Regions from separate parts of the Zea mays genome. Here regions 1 and 3 are each linked to region 2. Evidence: chromatin contacts called from public Hi-C data. All regions are on one chromosome and are shown on one strand. Each heading gives the region's core, a stretch centred on a gene start, on an enhancer-like site or on the middle of the called end of the contact. The rest is flanking DNA. Distances are from core to core; before and after follow the strand shown. Region 1 holds the start of LOC100278742 (putative protein of unknown function (DUF640) domain family protein). Region 2 has its middle 65 kb from the start of LOC100217181. Region 3 holds the start of LOC100217181 (putative casein kinase family protein).

The links. Hi-C and Micro-C count contacts between places; a contact is called where the count stands out from the background.
Region 1: a Hi-C map of leaf shows a contact between it and region 2, with 2.9 times the contacts expected there. The contact joins the promoter of LOC100278742 here to the enhancer-like site in region 2. A contact is called at or near these places in 5 of 25 Hi-C or Micro-C datasets (ear, leaf, root tip and 1 more).
Region 3: a Hi-C map of leaf shows a contact between it and region 2, with 2.9 times the contacts expected there. The contact joins the promoter of LOC100217181 here to the enhancer-like site in region 2. A contact is called at or near these places in 2 of 25 Hi-C or Micro-C datasets (ear and leaf).

The regions. Positions count from the first base shown.
Region 1 is chr5:189,995,960-189,999,757 of Zm-B73-REFERENCE-NAM-5.0, forward strand. LOC100278742 (putative protein of unknown function (DUF640) domain family protein) reads right to left here and starts at 1,969. Exons shown (of 3, transcript NM_001151920.2): 1 at 1,751-1,969; 2 at 1,585-1,656; 3 at 304-1,281. The coding sequence starts at 1,273. The coding sequence ends at 659.
Region 2 is chr5:189,897,095-189,900,593 of Zm-B73-REFERENCE-NAM-5.0, forward strand. No RefSeq gene overlaps it. Among protein-coding and RNA genes, the nearest start is that of LOC100217181, 65 kb to the left of the region's middle. Within about 2 kb of position 2,242, at least 17 of the 20 cell types and tissues checked have an H3K27ac peak or open chromatin away from gene starts, as enhancers often do. A contact at or near this core is called in ear and leaf, where this site is marked.
Region 3 is chr5:189,831,702-189,835,253 of Zm-B73-REFERENCE-NAM-5.0, forward strand. LOC100217181 (putative casein kinase family protein) reads left to right here and starts at 1,895. Exons shown (of 14, transcript NM_001143542.1): 1 at 1,895-2,345; 2 at 2,466-2,506; 3 at 3,234-3,303; 4 at 3,382-3,530. The coding sequence starts at 2,270.

The sequences.
Region 1 (3,798 bases), core at 719-3,218, 99 kb after region 2:
CCCGGGCTAACGCGCGGCGCCGATCGATCGAGCGCAATCGCACCAGAAAAAGGAAGCGGCACAGGAATCAGAACTAGAAAGAAAGCCAAAGATCTGGATGCGTCAAATTTGTACGTCCTTGATGGGACTTGGCACCCGCGAAGAACTGCAGAGGAGAGAGGGGATGGCCATATCCCGGTACCCGCGCTGGCTAGCTCTCTCGTCCTCTCTCTGTACTATGAATCGAGGACACGTACGTATGTACAATGAACCGATACACAAGTATGCAAGTCCATCTTCGTTCATCTCTACAATGAGCAGTACTGAATGAAAAGCATATATATATAGGCTTCAATTCAATGATCCAATGATAAGATTTGCTTCTACAAGCAAATTAAACTGCTTGAAACGAAAATAAGCGGTAGCTAGGAACTGAAGCGTGTAGCAGGAGAGAGAGAGAGAGAGACGGAGAAGAAGAAATAACAATGTAGCACGGCACACGATCGGTAGAGAGAGTCTAAGCGAAGAAGAAGCAGCACCAGCAGCGCGAGCAAAACGGTAGTAGCAAATAAACCATGCATGCATGCACCGGCAAATCGATCGAAACCTACATAAAATATGCTCAGTCCGGCCGGCATACCAAATGGGGTGCGTGTGTCGTAGTACTGTTCCTCAGGCCTCAGCACGCCGCGCCGGCGGGCGGCGGTGCCGGAGGCGGCGGGTGGTGAGGGCCTTGTCCTCCGCTCCCGCTGGCGTGATCAGCTGGCTGCGGCTTCTTGCGCTTCTTCTTCTCGTAGCTGACGCCGCGCGCGCGGGCCTGGTGCTCGCGGACCTCGCGGAGGTAGAGGCGGACGGCGCGCGCCGCGAAGGGGTTGGACTCCGGGCGGCCTCCGTTCTCCTCGAAGGCGGCGCGGAGGCGGCCCACCAGCGCGTCGAGGCTGCCCCACGCCTGGCGCAGCGGGCAGGGGCACGGCGCGGGCGGGCTCGGGTGGCCGAAGAAGGGGCACGCCGCCGTGTGGACCTTGGTCTTGCCGAACTGGTCCAGGTACCGCAGGAACTCCAGCACGTGCGCGCCGCTGCACTGCGCCAGGCTCAGCGGCGGCCGGTGGTTCCGCAGGTACTGCCCGAACGTGTTCCAGTCCCGCCGCTTCTGCGCCTCGTACCGGCTCGGCGTCTGCGGCGTGCCGCCGCCCGGCGCCGACGAAGACGCCCCGCCGCTCGATCCACCGGCTCCGCCTCCTCCGCCGCCATCACCACCGCCTCCCGGGCTCTCGGGGTTTGGGGGCAGGTCCATCGATTAACCTGCTGGCATCCAGGAATCATATACAGACACATGAAGGATTGACGCAGCGGATGATTACATGCGCCATTTTGGGGATCTATATATCTGAGGTGCCCTGCTCGATATTTTCTTTGCCTGTCCATGTTCGTGTGAAAGCGATGCATCTTTCATATTTATGCATAAAAGGAAAAATGATGCTGCTTATAAGAAACAATATTTTCGTCAGTCAAATTATACATGCGGGGGGGATGGGTTCTATTTTCTTGGAGAGGCAGCATGCAGTCACTGCCTCACTGGCGCGCTGCGAGCAAGTATACTCCTACCTTTGGTGGAGATGGCGGCTGATCTCGGCGGTGGCAGCCGAGGCAGCGGCCGCGCGTTGGAATGGAGCTGAACTGCTGAAGCGGCCGCGAAGAGAAGAGATGAGGAAAAAAGATAAAAAGGAGCTAGCTTGGACATGGAGAGTATCATAGAGTTACAAGTGTATACCCTTTGTTGCTCAGCTCAGCTCAGCTGGAGACTGGAGTGGTTGCTAGTAGGGGTGGCCGCTGGGAGTTCCTGCGGTACCTGGACGACCTGGTTGCTGACTGGCGTCGCTCGTCGTCTCATAGGTCCATTGATCTGCGGAGGAGCTCCATCAGGAACGGGGAGCTGTGGGGAATCGCATTTGCATGGCGCCGGCTACTATTTTTAGGAAGGAGGGTGTGTAGGGCGGTGGTGGATGGATTGTTTGTCCTAAAAAGGGGAGATCTGCGGAGCCAACTTGGAGGTGGAACAGAGGGTAGGAATATCAACAGCCGTAGAGGCGAAAAGTCGCGCCGCAGAGGTGGCACTGTTAGGGCTTTTAGGTGAAAGTGATGAAAAGAACACTAGTGTGGGGTGGGAGGCGAGCGACATGACTAAAGGTTAAAAAAATATATTTTTCCGTATTACTATCTCCCTCTGCTGTCTCGATCGAGTGGTAGCGGTGGTTTGGGGGTGGGTGAAAGCAATGGCGGAAGGCCCCGTCCTGGCCTCCGTTTGTATAGGACAAACTGTGGCGGTGTCCTTGCTGCCCCCGTCAAAGGCCGTCGTCCGATGCGCGGTGGCCGTCCCCCGGTCCCGCCGGAGAAGAAGAGTCCAAGGCAGGGAGGGGCAGGGGGACGCGGGGTGCTCTTCGCTCCATGATGACCGCACTACAGGACATATATCCAAGGCGCGCCCAGCATCCAATGGACTACTACCTGTAAAGAGGTGGGGGCCGCACGTGCCCGTACGAATGGTGACTGTACGGCCCCACCCGCAGGGACAGGCCCTCGGAGCCCGTAATGAATGCGGCTCCCTTACTTGTGTGTCCCTGTGAAACGACAAATAGAAAAAACTCGTCCGGGCAGCGTACCCAGGTGTGAGATGTGCTCCGGCCTCCGGATTCCGAAAGACCGACGGGCCGGGTTCCAGCTACAAGCCACCATCATTCTATCAACGAAACCTCCCTGCTCTCATGACTCTTGCTCAGATTCCTCTGCCTGCCGCCCATTCTAGGTTTTGTTCGGTTCCATAAGATCTGAGGAGATTAAATCTCTTTCTACTCGATTTTGACTAGCAAAAGATTTAATCTCCTTCAATTCTCTTTAACCCACTTCTAACCAAACAAGCTCTTAGTTGTAATATTATTGCTGTAACATTCAGTGCTTACCAAATTGTTACTGCCTGCTAAGGGCATGTACAGTGGAGAGACACCAAAACAGTTCTCCAAGCACAGGAGACAACTAAGAGACTCTATTGTACAATGGAGTGTCTATAAACGTAGTCTATTAATAAATACAGAATTAAATGTATTTGTATAGCATCAGATCGATAGAACAGACGATAAATTCGTACAGTGGGAAGTGAGACGTCTGTTGCTACTTGGTTTACGAGCCAGAGGCGTCTCTTCACGGAGAGACGGCTCTAAGATTTTTTTGCAAATAACCCCCTTAAACACCTTAAGAGACTCCACATTAAACACCACTGTACATGCCCTAAGAGCACTTAGGTCTGCAAATTTAATTTAAAGCATGAGCAGTTTAATCGAGGCCACAAGCAATGATCATGATATATATGGTGCATGCCTAGTATTTTGGGTTTTAAGTGAAAGGTTCTCAAGTGCAACTAGGGGAAAATTCAATGTCAAGCTAGCTCTTTTACATTAAATAAAGCAGTTAGATGGTGGGTCTGAAGCGGCATGTGTCATTTGCAATCTGACATATCTCCATATATTAAATTAAAGAAAATACAATGGTGGTTGTCTAGCTAAAGTCCAAACGTATATTCCTTATCTTCAGAAAATGAAAATCTTTGATGCATGGACGGGGTACACTAATACACCCTCTAGTTGTACCATCATAAGTCACCAGCATAATAGCTGAAAATCCCACTATAATGGTTGTAAATTATAATGCAAATATTGGCACCTTTGCCAAGCTTAAATACATGAAACCTATTTAGTAATGTGCTCTGGGAGCAAAAGGTTACATTCTAGTATGTGCCAATGTGCCATCCCTTGGCACACACATACT
Region 2 (3,499 bases), core at 992-3,491:
TTGCGCCTTCACCGGTTGGAACGTGCGCACCTCACTTTCCCGAGCATGCAGAGTTGCAGACAAACGAGTGCTTTTATAGATCTGGAATGCACCAACGTACAGGCTCCGGCCGTGCCATGCAGTTAACCAATCAATGGCACAACTGCAGTCAACACATGCAACGGCCTGTACGCGGACAGCTGGGCACCAATCATGCAAACTGTGTACTGAACGAAGCTAGGCGTCTCTTCGATCGAGCACGCACTACGTCTACGTCGATCGATCTCCAGGCTTCCAGCTAGCAAGCATAGGGATCGATCGACCGATCCATGCATCCATGGCACTGAGGGAGCTGGTGTGCCACTGCCTCCACAAGAAGGTGGCCTTCGACTTCGAGCGCATCACGCCGGGGACGCTCGTCGAGGTCGACCTGCACGCCCGCGAGCCGTGGCCCGTGGGAGCTCCCAGGTCAGTCGTGTTAATTTGCTGCATGCATGCTATACATCAGAATCGAATGGATTTTCTGGCGTCGTTGTCGTCGTTTAACTGGGGATGTCTGATCTGCATGCACTGCCTGCATCGATCGATCGATCCATCTGCGTGCGCGCAGAGGTGGCGAAGCTGACGGCCACCGACACTGATGCTACTTCTTCAGCTTCCGGGACCGCAAGTACGCGACGGGGTCGCGCACCAGCCGTGCCACCAAGTCGGGCTACTGCTGGTAGGCCACTTGCAAGCTACCGCGAGGTGCGCAGCATGCACCCCCCCCCCCCCCCCCCCCCCCCCCCCCCCCCCCCCCCCCCCCCCCCCCCCCCCCCCCCCCCCCCCCCGCGGTCCCCGTGACGGGTCAGGAGCCCAGGAGTGGGCGCCGGCGAGCTGAAGAGTGCGTGCTCGACAGTCCTATCCATGGCGTCTTGTTCAGAGGAAGCTGGAGCAGCCGCCGCCAATCTCATCTATCGGAAATAACCCAGGAAGCGAAACAGGGAAGAGAGATCGTGAGATATGCGAACCGTTGTGTTGTATAACTAGTGGTAGTGGGTAATTTTGCTGTAACTTCATAAGGGGTATGAAAATATTGTTTTTGAAGCACTATTAGAGGAGAAACTGACCTCCAGTTTCAATAATTTTTTAAAGCTATCCAGCAATTTGGACGGATAGAGGTGTGATGAAACTAAAATTCTTGAAGTAAAGCCTTCCCAAACAGATCCTAATAATCAATATAAATATATAATTGCTCATCAAATGACTGGTTTCTAAAAGAACGACCTTTAATTTTTTTTATACCTTCTTAAAAACGTCCTTCGATGGTGTTCGCCGACCCACTTATTGTAGCTTGATGGGCCTTTTCAAGAATTCGGCCTATCCAGTCCATATTATATGGTTACATGCATGATCCAAACTATCAGCCGCACCAAATTGTGAATTCGTATCATGTCAGTATTTCGGATGATGCGGCAAGGAATTAACGAAGAAAGAGATGAAAGTGTTTTATGGGGATGAAACCATGTCTACACATTTACCTAGATATATTGTCTCTTACATGTTACCTGTGAAATCACGCCGAATGAAACTCTCTATCGTGAGAGACTGTTTCAACCAAGATTTCATTTTTTTCTTGATTATGTAGCATCTTAGAAATACAATATAAAATCTAGCAGTGTGAATGGACTAAGGGTATGTATAATAACCACGGTACTCGAAGCACAAGGACACAACTAAGATATAGTGTGATACATTGGATATGTATCTAAAACATGTGTGTTGCTATAATCATTGCACCAATTATAGTATTGAATAAATTCAATGTATCAATTATCAATGTATTTTATTCCGAGCATAGAGCTAATAGACATCTCACCCTCTAAATACCGTGTAATAAGGCGCAGTTGAAGACATTCACTGCACATGACCTAATAGGACTAGTCGACGAGCAACCAGCATGCTCCACAACAAAGGATAAGGTGGCTGGGTTCTCTGGATGCACTTGTCGTTTCCTCCTCCCAACCACAACCAGGATGCTCCACAAGGTGGTCCACCAGCAGGAACCTCAGGCACGGGTGATCCTGTGCCACTGCAAACGTCCTCGATCAGCACAAACGAGCACATAAATTGGCCATTCACAGGCGGCGCAGACACGTACGTACCAGGCACAGGCAGGGCAGAGTGGGTGGGCCACCAATATTTGACGGCCTGCTCCCCGCTGCGCTGCACAAATAATTGGTGCATGCTATGCTATGATATGCTAGTACATTCTTCACCTATCGTTTCTCCCTCGTGGCCTAGGCGCAGACACCTATTACTAGCAAGCGGTCCTATAGCTACGGACCGGACGAGTACAATAATTGGCGGATGGCTTCAAGCTTCAATTACTACACAGCAGAGCACTACTACGCTGCATGCACTAATGAAGTTGTTATATGTCGGCCAATTATACGTGCCAGCATTTCTCAAGTCTGAATAATGAATGAGCAATGGCAATTGGCGGCGCCGACGGCCAAGACGGCCCCTCCTCCTCGCCCGCCTTCACACGCCATGGCGCCGGAACCGGACCACTCCGCGTCAGGAGGCTACTACGGCCTCTCTTTTGCGCCGCAGCAGGAGGTGGCGCACGAGCTCTTCCACAGTATTACGGCGGCGGCACGGTCACCGTCGACCACCACTACGGCTTCACGCGAGCCAGCGGGGGAGGAGTCGCCGGCGGTCAGTGCGGGTTTGGCTGCTTCGACGACATGGCCAGCCTTGGTGGAGACACCGGTACTCTTGAAGGAGTACAATTATTATGACATGGGGTTTGACAGGTAGATTAAAACTAGATTGGCTTTGAAATGCCGTGAGGAGCTTGACAATGTATATTGTGTCTTGGCAGTGTTTTGATGTCTAGATTCACAGCATGGTTCCATGCATTTGGACCCCAACTTATATTTAGATTTATGCATGTTTGTTTTGAGGATTGAGTTAGTCCATCATATTCTTTTTTTTGAACGTAGTCCATCATGTTCTCAGTCCTCACTTTTTTGTTTGGTTTATTGAATAGAATGATTTGATCCATCATTATTTCATTTCTCATTGGCAAATAATTAGTAATAATATGAGAAATGAGTTCGTTCTACCAAATTTTTAGAATGAACTCATGATGCACCATCTCATCTAAAATGTGTTGACTCTTCAAAACAAACACCTCCTTAGAGAACCTTTCTTGTAGCACTATCGGAATCCGGCTCTTTGCTGAGTGCCAAATGATTTGCCGAGTGTTTTTTCGGACACTCGGCAAACAAGTTCTTTGCCGAGTGCCAAACAAAAAGCATTCGGTAAAAAAACACTCGACAATATTTTTTTGCCGAGTGTTTTATTTTTGACACTCGGCAAAAAGTTTCTTTGCCGAGTGTTTTGTCAACACTAGACAAAGACAATTTAAAAATCATATTTTGAAGTAGTAAATTAATTCAAATGAAAAGTTTTCAACTACAAAATTGTATAACTCATCAAGATGTACAATTTATATTTTGGTCATTTCTTCATA
Region 3 (3,552 bases), core at 645-3,144, 66 kb before region 2:
GAAGAACAATTAGACAAAATAATATCTGAAATGCTCCCTGAGATTTGGTGGTGGCGTAGTCAGAATAGAGCGAATAGGAAGGCATACCAAAAGTGGCACCGGAGCCGATGTTGACAATGGCGCCACACTTCCTCTCGAGTCTCGACCATGCCTGACACACAACGTGCGCGACCCGCGTGACGTCCTCGATGCTGACCTAGATCATGTTGTGCATCAGCTCCTCGTCCACCTTGTAGAAGTAGCGCGCACACGGATAAGACAACCCATCACGGCCCTGGATGGAGTCTTGAGCGCCTCGACGCCGGCCACGAGCCCCTCGGGATCCTTGTCGGAGGCACGAGCGTCGAGGAGGAGGCGAAGGGAGAAGATGAGGGAGGGGACCAGGGGGATATGTCGACCCGCAGGGGATCGAGGAGGTAGGGGCAACAAGCGGGGGGCATGCACAGTTGACAACCAAAGTGGAGGGAGGCGAGGATGGTGGGCGTATGACGCGGACGTGGAGGAGGCGAGGAGCGCGGGATGTGTGGGGCCTACGACTGACGAATGGCGCGGAAGGAGGGTGTTAGCATAGATGGTCAAATGAGTCGTGCCTAGCGGGCCGACATGAGGTATGACTCATTTAATAGTGTCGTGGTTTGGCCCGACACTATTAAGATGGGACTCGTGACAGTCCGACCCGAGAGACATGTCATGCTTGGGCCGTTGTCTCGGGCCGTAATGTCGGCCCGACATGATATGATTTTTTATTATTTTGAAAACCTAGTCTACACATATTTATAACATATATTGACTATTAGATACAAACTTGCTTGCGCTCAAGTGGCTAGCATAGCATATATAGTGTTGTGCGATGTCTTCCCATACCATGGGTTGGATCCCCCTCCCGAGCGCAATAATTTTGGACGATTTTTCTATAGGCGTCAAGGTGAGGACATGGTTTCACCGTGGTCTACACTATCGTCTTAATAGTTAGTAGAGACTCAGTAAAAAACTATTATAAAATATGACAACCTTATTAATTAATTTGTAAGGAATTATTGCAAGCTTTTTGATATTTATTGGTGAAATTTTACATATGGATAGTAATTAAATTAAATTAATAAATGTGACATATATTCACTCTATTTCAATGAACATAGATTTGCATAAATATGAGAAGAATGAGACGCAACCCATACAAAAGTGCAGGCATCCAAGAGTGGTAGTCTAAGGGCCTGTTTGGTTCAGCTTTTTTCTGACCAGCTTTTTCGAGAATCTAGCTGTGGGAAGAATCTGGCTGTGTAGAAAATCTGAGTATCATTAGGATTACGTGCGGAGGAAGATAAAGTTTTCCATGGGGCTCAGGATCTATAAAGTGACGGATTACTACTATTGCGACGACTCAACCGATTATATGTTTATGTTGATTTTGAATGGTTTTTACTCAAACAAATTTTATAGAAGCTGTCTGAAAAGCTGAGTGTTTGGCAGTCCGCAGCAACTTCTGATGGCCAGAAGCTGTGAAAAGCCGAAACAAACAGGGGCTAAACAAGATGCAAACACTTTACGTACGTATAAAAATAGGAGGTGAGGCTGTCAATCCCACATCACAAACGACAACTTTCGGTTCCACCACTGCTGTCCTTCTCTTTTGAAACGTTAATTCATTCAGCTTGTTTTTTTTGTGCCAGACGAAAGTCACCGCGTGTTGGCACCACGGGAGCTCCACTAATTCATTCAGTTTGATTTGGACGTTCGGTAACAAACATGTATAGGATGGGATGGGAATGGGACTCACAAAAACTAGACGCAACGCAAGAAAGAACCATGCGAAAACAAAACCAGACGCCGTGCCCGTGCCCGTGCTCTCCTATCCCACCTACCCGTTGTCCTGCCCTGCCCCGTCCGTCTCCCACGGTTTCCGCGTCCCACCCATCCCTTCCACACTTTCTCACCCCCGCCCTTCTCACCCCCCGAAAAAATTCCCCCGGAAATCAGAGACGCGAATCCCTCCCTCGCCCCACGTCCGAGGTCGCTCGCCAATTCGATCCGCCTCGTCGTCGCCCGCCCGCCCGTCCGCCGGTCGACCTTGACTGCTCCGTCGCACGTGGCGTTTCGCAGCGCGGAATCTACCCTGGGTTGGGTTGGGAGATCCGGGGAAACCCTTGTTCCCGGGCGCTCCGGGCTCGAATCTCGCTGCAGACGGGCAATGTGAGCGCTCTCCATCGGAGAGGGACGATCTGCGGGGCGGTTGTTGGCCGGGTGAATCGTGCGGTGCGGGGTTGCGGGAATGGAGCACGTGATCGGAGGGAAGTTTAAGCTTGGGAAGAAGATCGGGAGCGGATCTTTCGGGGAGCTCTATCTCGGTAAGCGTCTCGCCGGGCCCTTGACCCACGCGTGTCTGCGGGTTCCTACGCGCCGCTGTTTTGTACTGCTCGTCGTTCCGCGTCTGTCGTTGATGCGATGATGTTTCCTTTTGGCTGCAGGTGTCAACGTACAGAGCGGCGAGGAGGTGGCTATCAAGTTGGTATGAGATAGTTTGATACTGTTCGTGGACCATTTTTTTTTCTCCCTATCGTGGAAATACATGCCTGACATTCGGCATTAGTTTGTTCCATATGCAAACATATATTTGGCCAACCATTGCTAGAACCGTTTCCCCGAAGAATTCTCGTGTAGATTATGGCATGACATAATTATGAAAATGAATGGTGCTGTGCATGTAATTGCTTTCAAAGATACTGACATGGTTCTGAGTTATATTTTTACATGACTAATAACAAGACTTTCAAACCGTTTCTTGGTTGTCCATGCGAATTGACCTGTGGATTCAGTCCAAATCATGGTTCTGTTACCTTTCATTAGTGTGGCTGTATAACAGCTCCTCCTTTTTTTTAGGGAAAAGAAGTAACGAGTCATATTTCATAGGGCCATTTTGAACATATGAAATAGCACTTGCAGAAAGTTGATTTATGGTGGTCCGTGATAAGAGAACTTTAAATTTTACATTTTATCCTGTATGTATGACGTGGATTATGGATTGACTAAAGCAAAAAAAAGTGCTATGGGAAAATTTAGGTTATATTGCTCTATATGTAATGGATTTGTAGCCTGAACATATAGTATTACGTTTTGAGACAGAATGAGGTTAGCCATTTTCAAGCAATATGATCTTTCAGTCTTAGTCTTGGTAGTACCCCTTTCAGCCTCAAGGCACACTACCTGACCGTTTTTCGTCATCTCATGTTTACCAGGAATCTGTAAAATCAAGGCATCCTCAGCTTCATTATGAGTCAAAACTATACATGCTTCTCCAAGGGGGAAGTAAGTAATAATACAAGGACATAGGCTGTTTGTTTCATATGCTTTCACTGATTCAATATTTTTTCTTCTAAACTTCAGCTGGAATTCCTCATTTGAAATGGTTTGGAGTGGATGGGGAGTACAATGTCATGGTCATTGATCTTCTTGGTCCAAGCCTCGAAGACTTGTTCAACTACTGCAACAGAAAGTTTTCTCTTAAAACAGTACTTATGCTAGCTGATCAGATGGTTAGTTTCTCTTGCGAGATAT